2 separate regions of the Canis lupus genome follow, and region 1 is linked to region 2. Evidence: chromatin contacts called from public Hi-C data. All regions are on one chromosome and are shown on one strand. The core of a region is the stretch at or near the end of the contact, and the rest is flanking DNA. Distances in the headings are between cores, read along the strand shown. Region 1 holds the start of TOR2A (prosalusin). Region 2 holds the start of ST6GALNAC4 (alpha-N-acetyl-neuraminyl-2,3-beta-galactosyl-1,3-N-acetyl-galactosaminide alpha-2,6-sialyltransferase).

Region 1 (5,290 bases), core at 196-2,695, 150 kb after region 2:
TGCCCTCAACGGACACCAAGGCCTCCACCTGGTTGTAAATATGTCTGTCTGTTCTGTAAATAGATGTACAGAGGCCATGTTCTTTCTTTCATATAATAAACTTTTATGACTCTTTCTTCTGTCTCTCAGGGGCCCCAGGGGGTGGAACAAAGCGTCTCTTCTCTCAGGTGAAAGGTGGAAAAATTCAACAGTAAATACTTATTTAGCACCTGGTATGTTCCAGATTCTACCAGGAACTGCCAATACGGAAACACAGTCCCAGTCCTGAAGGAGCTTGCAGACCAGTGGGGGAAAGAACCAGCCAATTCCAAGCAAGGGGAGAAATCCTGGCAGGGCCCCTATTCTCACCCCATGTCCTGCTTTGGGAAGCCTAGCAAAGTTTCCCACAAATGCACAACCAAGCATTCCAGATGTTTGGGGTGGAAGGGCTTGTTGAAATTTACGATTTCACCTCTACCCTGAAAAACAGAACTGGGGGGAGAAGGGGCCCTCCCAGCATCACAGCAACAGAATGAGGACGGCTGGCACCAGGGTGTCCTGATCCGGAGTTCTTTCCTTTTCTCAATAGAGGAAACTACTTATTTCTTTTCAGGCTCTGAAAGGGCCTTAGAAGGTGTGTGTGTGTGTGTGTGTGTGTGTGAGAGAGAGAGAGAGAGAGAGAGAGAGGAAGGGCCTTGGAAGGCTGTGTGTGTGTGTGTGTGTGTGTGTGTGTGTGTGTAGGTGGGTAGGTCAGGGAATCTCTAAGAAAGGTCATGAAGGCGGTTGTCTGGATTCCATGGGTAGGAGAGGTGGGCAATGTGGATCAACACGATTCCCCTCCGGGCTGGATACCTGGGGAGCCTGTTTACTGAGTATGAGCTGTCCTCTGAAGGAGAGAGGCTGGATAACAGTGCATTAGATCTTTGGCAGCATCCTGACTTGGGTTCAGTTCTATTATTCACTAGCTGGGTGGCCTTGGACAAGAGGCTTAACCCCTTGGATCCCAATTTCCTCCTCAATAAAATGAGGACAATAACAAAATCGGTTCCTTAGGATTGATGTTAAAGCACTAGGGAATAGTAGCTGCTGGGTAGGGGACTGCCGTATATCATACATAATGGATTGCCAATAATTATTTATTGATTACTTTCCGAGTCGAAACTCTTGACGTGCTGTACCTCATTGAAATATCATTTCTCTGTACGGCGGGTAAAGCTATCAGAAGACATCTAAGGCACCTAACACTAACCGCACATAGTAGGTGCTCACCAAAAGCTGTATTACTGAGCGCTCTGTTATCATATAGAAAAAGAGAGCACGGAAAAGGCGCTTTGCAAGGTTTAAGGTGCCGCATAACTTTTTGCTACAATTGTCATGGCACCTTCGGTGGTCATAATCCTTCATTATTCTTTTGGCGCTATTATAGTCGCCTAGTTACGGTGGCCAAGGAAACGCGGCCCGCCGGCTGCATTAGGACGGCTCGCGGACTCCCCCTAGAGGCTGCCTTCCGGTCCTGCGGCGGGGTGACGGCTCGGGCCTTTCTGGGGGAAGCCGGGAATTGTAGGCTACGGAAGGTGGCTGTCGAGGAGAGATGCACGCCGGGAGTTGTGGTCCTAGGGAGGGGCGGTTGGCCCACACCCGGCTCCCGCCTCATCCGTATGGCGGCTGCGAGTCTCGGCTGCAGGCCCTGGGGCTCGCTCCTCGGGTTGCTGGGGCTGGTGTCGGCCGCGGCCGCCGCCGCCGCCTGGGATCTGACTTCGCTGCATTGCCACTTCGGCGCCTTCTGCGAATGTGACTTCCAGCCCGACTTTGAGGGTGAGGGGCCGCAGGAGCCCGGGGCAGAGGGGCCGGCTGAGCGGGGAGCCCTCGGACTGTGGGGTTGCGCCCGGGCCACCCCGAGGGCAGAACCGAGGGGCGGGACCCGCAGGCCTCCGGGCGGCACGGGCCGGAAGTGGGCCCGGCTTGAAGGACCGAGAGCCTGGAGCAGCGGACGGGGGGCGACGGTTTGGGGAAGCCTGTTTGGAGTCCAGGCAGAACCCTGTCAGGATGGAGAGGGCCTTGCGGGCAGGATTGGGCCTCCACAATGGACTGGCCGTCAGGGCATGGGGAGGAGGCTTGGGTCGACCCCGTTGACAGCTCTCCACCACTTATAGCTGAGCGCAGTGCAAGGGGCCAGCTGGTGGGGGCGCTGCCAGGTCTGAGGGTGGCTGCTGCAGCCGGAGACCCCAAGGGCCCCCTTCCCTATCCGAAGACAGTTTGCAAAAATGTCCCAGAACACAGGGATCCCTAGGCCAGGTTTCAGACGTGACTCCTCCCCACCCCCTTCGGTGCCAGTGGTGGGTCTTCAGCTCTGATACTGCCCTTCTTGTGGCCCTAGGTCTGGAGTGTGACCTGGCCCAGCACCTGGCCGGCCAGCACTTGGCCAAGGCACTGGTAGTGAAGGCACTGAAGGCCTTCGTGCAGGACCCAGCACCTACCAAGCCACTGGTCCTCTCCCTGCATGGCTGGACAGGCACCGGCAAGTCCTATATCAGCTCCCTGCTGGCTCACTACCTCTTCCGGGGTGGCCTCCACAGCCCCCACGTACACCACTTCTCCCCCGTCATCCACTTCCCTCACGCCAGCCACCTGGAGCGCTACAAGGTAGGCTGGTGGCATCCTGGACCACCGTTCACCTGCATGTGGGGGTGCCAGATCTTAGGGAGTGAATGAGTCCCAAGTCCAGAGAGGGAGAGTCACTTGCTCCAGGTCACACACCCAGTTGGAGCCTCAGGCCTCAGGACCCATCATGAACAGAGCTTGAGATGGACAAAGGACATGAGATTATATAGTTGCAGGTGTTATGTATTGAGCATTTACCTTTGCCTGTCTGCATTACCTTCTTTCTGTAAAGTATGGTCCCAATTTGAGGCTCAAAGCAAGCATCCAGCAAATAGTAGCTCTTATTACTATCATTGTTGTTGATTGCAGGGTACTTTCCAGGCTGGTCTTTGTCAGCTGTCAACATTATTGAGAAGGTTCAGGAAGCATAAAGGAACCTTCCTCTGTTATGGAAAGTAGGAGATATCAGAGAAGGGAGTCCTTTTTTTTTTTTTTTTTTAAAGATTTATTTATTTATTCATTCAGAGAGAGCGTGAGAGAGGCAGAGACACAGGCAGAGGGAGAAGCAGGCTCCATGCAGGAAGCCCGATGTGGGACTCGATCCTGGGTCTCCAGGATCACACCCCGGGCTGCAGGCGGTGCTAAACCGCTGCGCCACCAGGGCTGCCCAGAGAAGGGAGTCCTTCTTTTTTTTTGTTTTGTTTTTTTTTTTTTTTAAAGATTTTATTTATTTATTCATGATAGCCACACAGAGAGAGACAGAGAAGCAGAGACACAGGCAGAGGGAGAAGCAGGCTCCATGCAGGGAGCCCGACATGGGATTCGATCCCGGGTCTCCAGGATCGCGCCCCGGGCCAAAGGCAGGTGCCAAACCGCTGTGCCACCCAGGGATCCCGAGAAGGGAGTCCTGAACAGGCAAATGTGAGGCCTGGGTTTGAGTCTGTTTGCTTGCTGACCTGCTGTGTGTGTGGACTTGAACGAGTCTCTGACCCCTTAGGGCCACAGTTTGGCCACCAGCCCCACGAAAGGGTTAGTTCTCTCTGGGAGACCAGACCTTCCTGGGAAAGGGGGTTCTTACCTTGGGAAGAAGTCTCTCCAGGTGCCCTCAAACTCCTGCCTCTTCCCTGCAGAAGGAGCTTAAGAGCTGGGTCCAGGGGAACCTCACAGCCTGCAGCCGCTCCCTGTTCCTCTTTGACGAGATGGACAAGCTGGCCCCAGGCCTGATGGAAGTCCTGCGACCTTTCCTGGGCTCCTCCTGGGTTGTGTTCGGGACCAACTATCGCAAAGCTATCTTCATCTTCATCAGGTGGGCCCAGCTTTGCAGCAGCATGATGGGGGATATTTGTCCAAGGTCTCAGCTATCCAGTCTTGGCCTATGGTCCCATACCAGAGTACCTTTCCCCTGGGGCCCAGTTGGTGTTTCCCAAAGCCCCTTAAACTCTGGCTGTGACACTGTATATTCAGATTTGACAATCTCAAAGCTCACTCTGGGCTCAGTCTTTGGGATCCTCACTGTTTCTTTGTGGAAGCCCTGCCAGGCTAAGTGTTTTCCCTCCTTTGTGGCCAGGAGACATAGACCTGGGGAAAATAGGACTTGAATTCTAGTCCCACCTCTAAGAGTTCTAGCCATGTTTTCTTGGGCAAATCTCTTCACCTCTCTGAACTCCCATCTCCTCTTCCACACAGCAGGATTATTAATACCCCACTGTCCTCTTAGAGGCTGGGGGAGGGAAAGTCAGTTAAGGGACCCAAAAGTGTTTTGTAAACTTTAAAGTGCATGGCACATCCAGATGAATCTCCAGGCATCACATGGTAGACAAAATCTCTGGAGAGGGGAAGTGGTTCCTATGGGGTGTTTTCAGTGGATTTGGCTCCTGCTGAACTGGGTCTCCAGGCTCATGTCACGTTGGGTGGCACATGGGAAGTAAGAGCCAAATCCTGCCCCGCCACCACGGTCTGAGCCATGGCCTGCGTCCCCCCATGGGTTTCAGCAACACTGGCGGTGAGCAGATCAACCAGGTGGTACTGGAGGCGTGGCGCAGCCGCCGGGATCGGGAGGAGATCCGCCTGCAGGAGCTGGAGCTGGTCATTTCCCAGGCTGTGCTGGACAACCCACACCGTGAGTTCAGCTGGGGAGGCCCACCCTGGGGTGACTTCGGCAGGCTGAGGCTTCACACCCACGTTGCCTGGGCCGGGCCAGCTTCTCCCTGGGTCTGGTGCTCTACCCACTGTCCTCGGGATTTCTCAGGCCAGGCTTTGGCACACCCAGCTGTCATACAAGCTCCTGGAACCCAGTACAGACCCTTCCCCCCTTTGCCCCTTCCTGCAGATGGCTTCTGGCGCTCCGGCATCATGGAAGAGCACCTCCTGGACGTCCTGGTGCCCTTTCTGCCACTGCAGCGGCACCATGTGCGACACTGTGTGCTCAACGAGCTGGCCCAGCTGGGCCTGGAGCCGAGGGAAGAGGTCATCCAGGCTGTGCTGGACAGCACCACCTTCTTCCCCGAGAAAGAGCAGCTCTTTTCCTCCAACGGCTGCAAGACCGTGGCTTCCAGAATTGCCTTCTTTCTCTGACTCTCCATATGGCGTCCTTGCCCTCCTCTGCCTGGCCAGGCTGTGCAGGAAAGCCAGGGGCCTCCTTGGTAGGGACCCTTTTCCTGACCCTCTTGGGGAGCAAGACCCAGAGCCCAAAGCGAAGATGAGGAGGCAT
Region 2 (5,414 bases), core at 2,632-5,131:
ACTTTGGAAGAGCCACTCAGCTGATACCAAATAGTGTCAGTCCATTAGCGTTCAGAGAAAATGAAGCAAAATGGTGGGTAGGCAAGGGAGAGGTAAGGGGAAGTTAACGCGGCAGCCCAGGAGTGTGGGCTCCTGGAAAAGTATACAATTGACCTCACCCCTCATTGTCTGGGTGACCTTAGGTGATTATTCAATCTCTCTGAACTGGCACAAGTCACAGAGAATTTCTTGTTTGGGCTCAGCAGGAAGTTGAGACATAGAAGCCTTAAAGCCATCACTCTGGAGGTGGGTACTTGAGGAAGCTCAGTAGCAGTAGGGGCAGCACAGCAGGAAACGGGTTTGGCCCAGCATTTCCCCAGAGTCTGGATCTGGCTGGACTGAGTCAGAGCCTGAGAGTCCTGCACTCATAGATAAGGATGGCTCAGCCCTTCACCTACCTTGGATCTCTGGCAAGGGCTGAGCCAGAGCTTGAGGCTGGAGAGGGACGTGACTTATCCAAGATCTCATGGGGCCCAGGACTCCTGGTTCTCCTAATGTGGTCACTCAACAGATGTTACTTAGCATCTTGTGCATGCTGGGTGTTGTGCAGATACTGGAAATGCTCGAGAACATGACTGGCCTGACTCTGCCCACACGTGGCTGAGAGTCTGTCAAATGGATGGACGGACCATGAACAAGAAAGGCAGTTAGTACACAGGATGATTTCAGAATGTGACCAATACTATGGAAAAGACCAATCAAAGTGGAACTTAGAAGGGTGGGCCTGCAGTGTCACAGTGTGGTTGGCGAGGGCCTTTTTTTTTTTTTTTTAAGATTTTATTTATTTATTCATGAGAGACACACAGAGAGAGGCAGAGACATAGGAAGAGGGAGAAGCAGGTTCCCTGTGGGGAGCCCAATTTAGGACTTGATCCCAGGACCCTGGGATCATGACCTGAGTCAAAGGCAGATGCTCAACCACTGAGGTCCCCAGGTGCCCCAGTGAGGGCCTTTCTGAAGAAGTGATGTTTGAGCTGAAGGACAGGAAGGAGCTGGCTATGTGAGTAGAGCCATCCAGGTAGAGGAAACAGCAAGTGCAAAGGTTCTGGGGTAAGAATGAGCTCAATGTGATCGGGGGTCAGAAGGTGGCCAGGGTGGTTGGATGGTGATTAAAAAGAAAGGCATTTCAACTGTACAGAGCCTGTCGTTCAGGTTAAAGACAGTAGACTTTTGGGCAGCCCAGGTGGCTCAGTGGTTTAACGCTGCCTTCAGCCCAGGGTGTGATCCTGGAGACCCAGGATCAAGTCCCACATTGGGCTCCCTGCATGGAGCCTGCTTCTCCCTCTGCCTGTGTCTCTGCCTCTCTCTCTCTATGTGTGTTCTCATGAATAAATAAATAAAATCTTAAAAAAAAAAAGACAGTAGACTTTTGCCAAAACCAAATTGAAAAGCTTCATCGGAGCCTGCAGAATTTGCCACTGTCAGTACTCCTGTGGACCTGTATCTGAGTCCAGGACATCTGGGCATGTCCTTGTCCCCATGTGGCCCTAACAAGGAGGGAGTCAGTTGCCTCTCTGGGGAAACAAATATCACTTCACCAACCATTGTGGGTGATGAATGAATCTGTAGGGGATTTCTCACCATTGTCCCCTTGGGGTTGGGTCTCTGAGGAGAGAAACTTGAAGGATGAGGACTTGGGGTTGGGGGCAGAAGGGTTCTGGCTTTGGGGACCCACTGTGTGCCTGACCTGGAGTAAAGAGGAGACCACAGAGAGAGATGGAACTTGAACCACTACCCTTGAGCTGTGCCCAAGCTTTGGGGGAGAGACAAGGTAGGCCTGTGCTCAAAAGAGGCTTGGGGCAGGGCTGCTTCAGCCCCCTACCCCCACCATAGGATGGGGATAGGCATGGGGGACTTGGCTTTGCACTGGAGCAACCTAGGTAGACTTGGGAGTTTGCTGATCTTGGTGCAGATACCCAAACATGATACCTTGGCATTGTGCCCACACCAGAGGCATTGAGGAAAAGGCAAATGGAATTTGAAATGGGGTCTGAGAGATGCCTGGGTGGCTCAGTGGTTTAGCACCTGCCTTCAGCCCAGAGCGTGATCCTGGACACCTGGGATTGAGTCTTGCATCGGGTTCCTTGCATGGAGCCTGCTTCTCCCTCTGCCTCTCTCTCTGTGTCTCTCATGAATAAATAATAAAATCTTTTTTAAAAAATGAAATGGGGGGATCCCTGGGTGGCTCAGCGGTTTGGCGCCTGCCTTCGGCCCAGGGCATGATCCTGGGGTCCCGGGGTGGAGTCCCACATCGCGCTCCCTGCGTGGAGCCTGCTTCTCCTTCTGCCTGTGTTTCTGCTTCTCTCCCTCTCTGTGTCTCTCACGAATAAGTAAAAATTAAAAATCTTTAAATAAAAAAAATGAAATGGGGTCTGAGCAGAAACCTAGCCTGGATCCCAGGGAGAGGCCCTGCAGAGGGAGGTGTGATAGAGGTGGTCAGATGAGCTTTCTGGCCCAGAAAACATTTTATAAAAAACATTTTAGGTGAGAAGCATGCCCTCCACTTCACCACAGGCCCACTCCTCCCTATTGCCCTCTATCTGTTCTTTCAACCCTTTCTGGCCTCTGAAGGCATTTGAATTTGGACTCCCCAGGGGACCCCAGTTGAGCCTTCATTTTTTAAAAAAATATTTTATTTATTCATTCATGAGACACAGAGAGAGAGAAGCAGAGGCATAGGCAGAGGGAGAAGTAGGCTGCATGCAGGGAGCCTGATGCGGGACTTGATCCCAGACCCCAGGATCATACCCTGAGCTAAAGGCAGATGCTCAACCGCTGAGCCACCCAGGCGTCCCTTGAGCCTTCAAATGGGACACATTTCAGCATCTGCAGGAGGTACAAGACTGAGTTGGTTGAGGTTTGGAGGACACTTGGGAAGGGGAAGGGTTAAGAGGCAAGAAAGTACATGGCCCAGGGTTGGAGTCCTGACTGTACCACAGCTGCCCTGCACCACCTCACTGGCAGGTAGGTGCTGTTATTATCACTTTTTAAAAAAATATTTTATTCATTTTATTTATTCATGACACACACACACACACACACACACACACACAGAAGCAGAGACACAGGCAGAGGGAGAAGCAGGCTCCATGCAGGGAGCCCGATGTGGGACTCGATTCCGGGACTCGGAGGTCACGCCCTGAGCAGAAGGCAGACGCTCAACCGCTGAGCCACCCAGGCCTCCCTATTATCTATCACCACTTCATGGAGGAGAAAACCTGAGGCTAAGGTGGAGGTCACACGGCCAGAGAAAATACAGAATGCCCAGTTACACTGGAATGTCAGATCTTTAACATAATTATTCATTGTTTATCTGAAATTCCAATATAACCGAGCGTCCTGTATTTTACTGGCTAAACCTGGCGACCCTAGCAGCTTGAACCCCAGGGCTGCCTGACCCCAAGCCCCTGTTTAATTTTCCTACCCCCCCGATTTCAGAAATGGAGAAAGTCGAGTCCGGAAGGCTAGGCAGCCATCGCGCCGCGGCTCCCACATCCCCTCGGTCCTTTTGCTCCGCGCGCTGCCCATGCGATCCCCCGCCGGAGCCGGAGCCGGAGCCGGAGCGGGAGCCGGAGCTCGGGAGAAATAGAAAAGCCTGGGAGGGCTGAGCTGAGGAGCTGCGGGCGCCCCGCCCCGCCCCCGCCCGCAGGCCCCGCCTCCGCCCCGCCCACAGGCCCCGCCTCCGCCCCGCCCGCAGGCCCCGCCCGCAGGCCCCGCCCCCGGCCCCGCACTCCCCTCCCCCGCCGCGCAGGCGGTGCTCGTAGGTCCCGCCCCCGTCGCCCGGGCCCCGCCCCCAGCGCGCCGGGCCCCGCCCCGTCCCCGCAGACCCCGCCTCCGCTGCCGCCGGCGCACGTTCGGTGTCCGGCCTCCAGCAGCCGCGGCCGCGGTGCCGCCTCCGCCCCGGGGCTCCGGCTTCCAGCCTGGCCCGCCCGGGTTGCGGGCCATGGAGCTCCGAGCAGCGGATCGAGAGCAGCCGGAGCGCCCCAGCGCGTCCGCCTGGTTAGCGCCTGGCCGGGGGAGGGGGCCGTGGAATCGGGGAGAAGAGGGGTGGAAAGCCCTCGTCTTATCCTGCCCCAGGCCTCTCCGTTCATCTCGCCTGTAGGGAGGTAGGAGGGATGGAGTGGCAGTCGGGGCTTCTGGCTCCTGGTTCTCGCTGACCCGGACTCGATGGGTGACCTTGAGCCGAGGGCTCCCCCTCCCTGCCTCTCCTTCCCCATCTGCACAATGGGGATTGGGTTGGTGGGAGGTTTCCCAAAGGTCACCTGACACCAGCTCCTTTAGGATGAGGACAACGCTGTCCGTTGTTTGCGGCCTTTAAGGAGTTTGATTCCTGGAAGTCATCTGCCTAGACCCCGGCCCATACCCTCCACTGCCTCAGTTTCCCTGGGCCATTTCCTCAGAGGCCCAGGACCCAGCTCTGAGTTTCTGGATCTTGGCAGGTGCCTGGCCCCCACCCCTTCCCAGCGTGAGGCCTGGAGACGGCAGCCCCCTGGCTGCTGAGCAGCGGCAACAGCATGAAGGCCCCGGTAAGTGGTGAAAGGAGGAAGGCTCTTGGGGAACTTCCGGCACAGCAGCCTCATAACCTCTCCCACCCCAGGACTGACTCACTTCTGACCCACTACTCCTGGCTGAGAAGGGCAGACTGGCCTCAAAACCCTGCTGATCTGGTCTGGTGGGCAGTGTGGCTTCTGGCAAGTGTGTTCCCTCTCAGGTTTCAGTGCCTTGCCAGACTCCCCTGTAATATGGAGATAATAGTACTACCCCCTGTAAGCATCCCCAGGGGTGACCCAGGTGCGGCACCCACCTGGAAGGGGGATATGGTGTGAAAGTTCTGTTTAGCTGCTCTTGACTATTCAGAAGCCCCTGGTTGTGGGAGAGGGGCCCCGGGTGTTGGGGGGAGTCCACTACCACTGCCTGAATTCAGGTCTCTGGGTCCTTTGTGAGCAGAGGACCAGGTGCCAGGCAGAGCCTGAGGCCTCAGGGACTGAACCCCCTCCCCCACACAGCTGGCCACTGGGAGATTTATTTTTAGAAGCTGATGTGGCTTGTGGGCAGAAAAGGGTGGGCCTCTGGTAGGATCTGCCTGGGGGGGAGTGGAGGAGGCTGCTTTCCCACCTCCGATTTTCAGAGCACCCGTAGCTTCTAAGTGGATTCTGAGGGGCAGCTGAGAAACCTGTGCCTTGGTCAGGCTGGGAGAATATTAGAGCCCAAAGAGACACAGATGGTGACTGGGGTGGCCCAGCACGTGATAATAGCCCCGGGTTGTGCCATCTATGTGGTGGCCCTTCCTTGAAGCCTTGGTCACTAAATTGGCCAGCAGAGCCAAGGGGCCAGGAGGGCTTCCTGGTTCACATTGCCTCTGGCACATGTTCTCG

The links. Hi-C and Micro-C count contacts between places; a contact is called where the count stands out from the background.
Region 1: a Hi-C map of blood shows a contact between it and region 2, with 5 times the contacts expected there. The contact joins the promoter of TOR2A here to the promoter of ST6GALNAC4 in region 2. A contact is called at or near these places in 3 of 9 Hi-C or Micro-C datasets (amygdala and blood).

Annotation. Positions count from the first base shown.
Region 1 is chr9:55,744,259-55,749,548 of UU_Cfam_GSD_1.0, forward strand. It overlaps TOR2A (prosalusin), which reads left to right and starts at 1,446. Exons shown (of 4, transcript XM_038549287.1): 1 at 1,446-1,794; 2 at 2,357-2,622; 3 at 3,711-3,886; 4 at 4,910-5,290. The coding sequence starts at 1,638. The coding sequence ends at 5,282. SH2D3C (SH2 domain-containing protein 3C) reads left to right here. Exons shown (of 12, transcript XM_038549278.1): 12 at 1-115.
Region 2 is chr9:55,588,171-55,593,584 of UU_Cfam_GSD_1.0, forward strand. It overlaps ST6GALNAC4 (alpha-N-acetyl-neuraminyl-2,3-beta-galactosyl-1,3-N-acetyl-galactosaminide alpha-2,6-sialyltransferase), which reads left to right and starts at 3,882. Exons shown (of 6, transcript XM_038549249.1): 1 at 3,882-4,038; 2 at 4,479-4,565. The coding sequence starts at 4,554.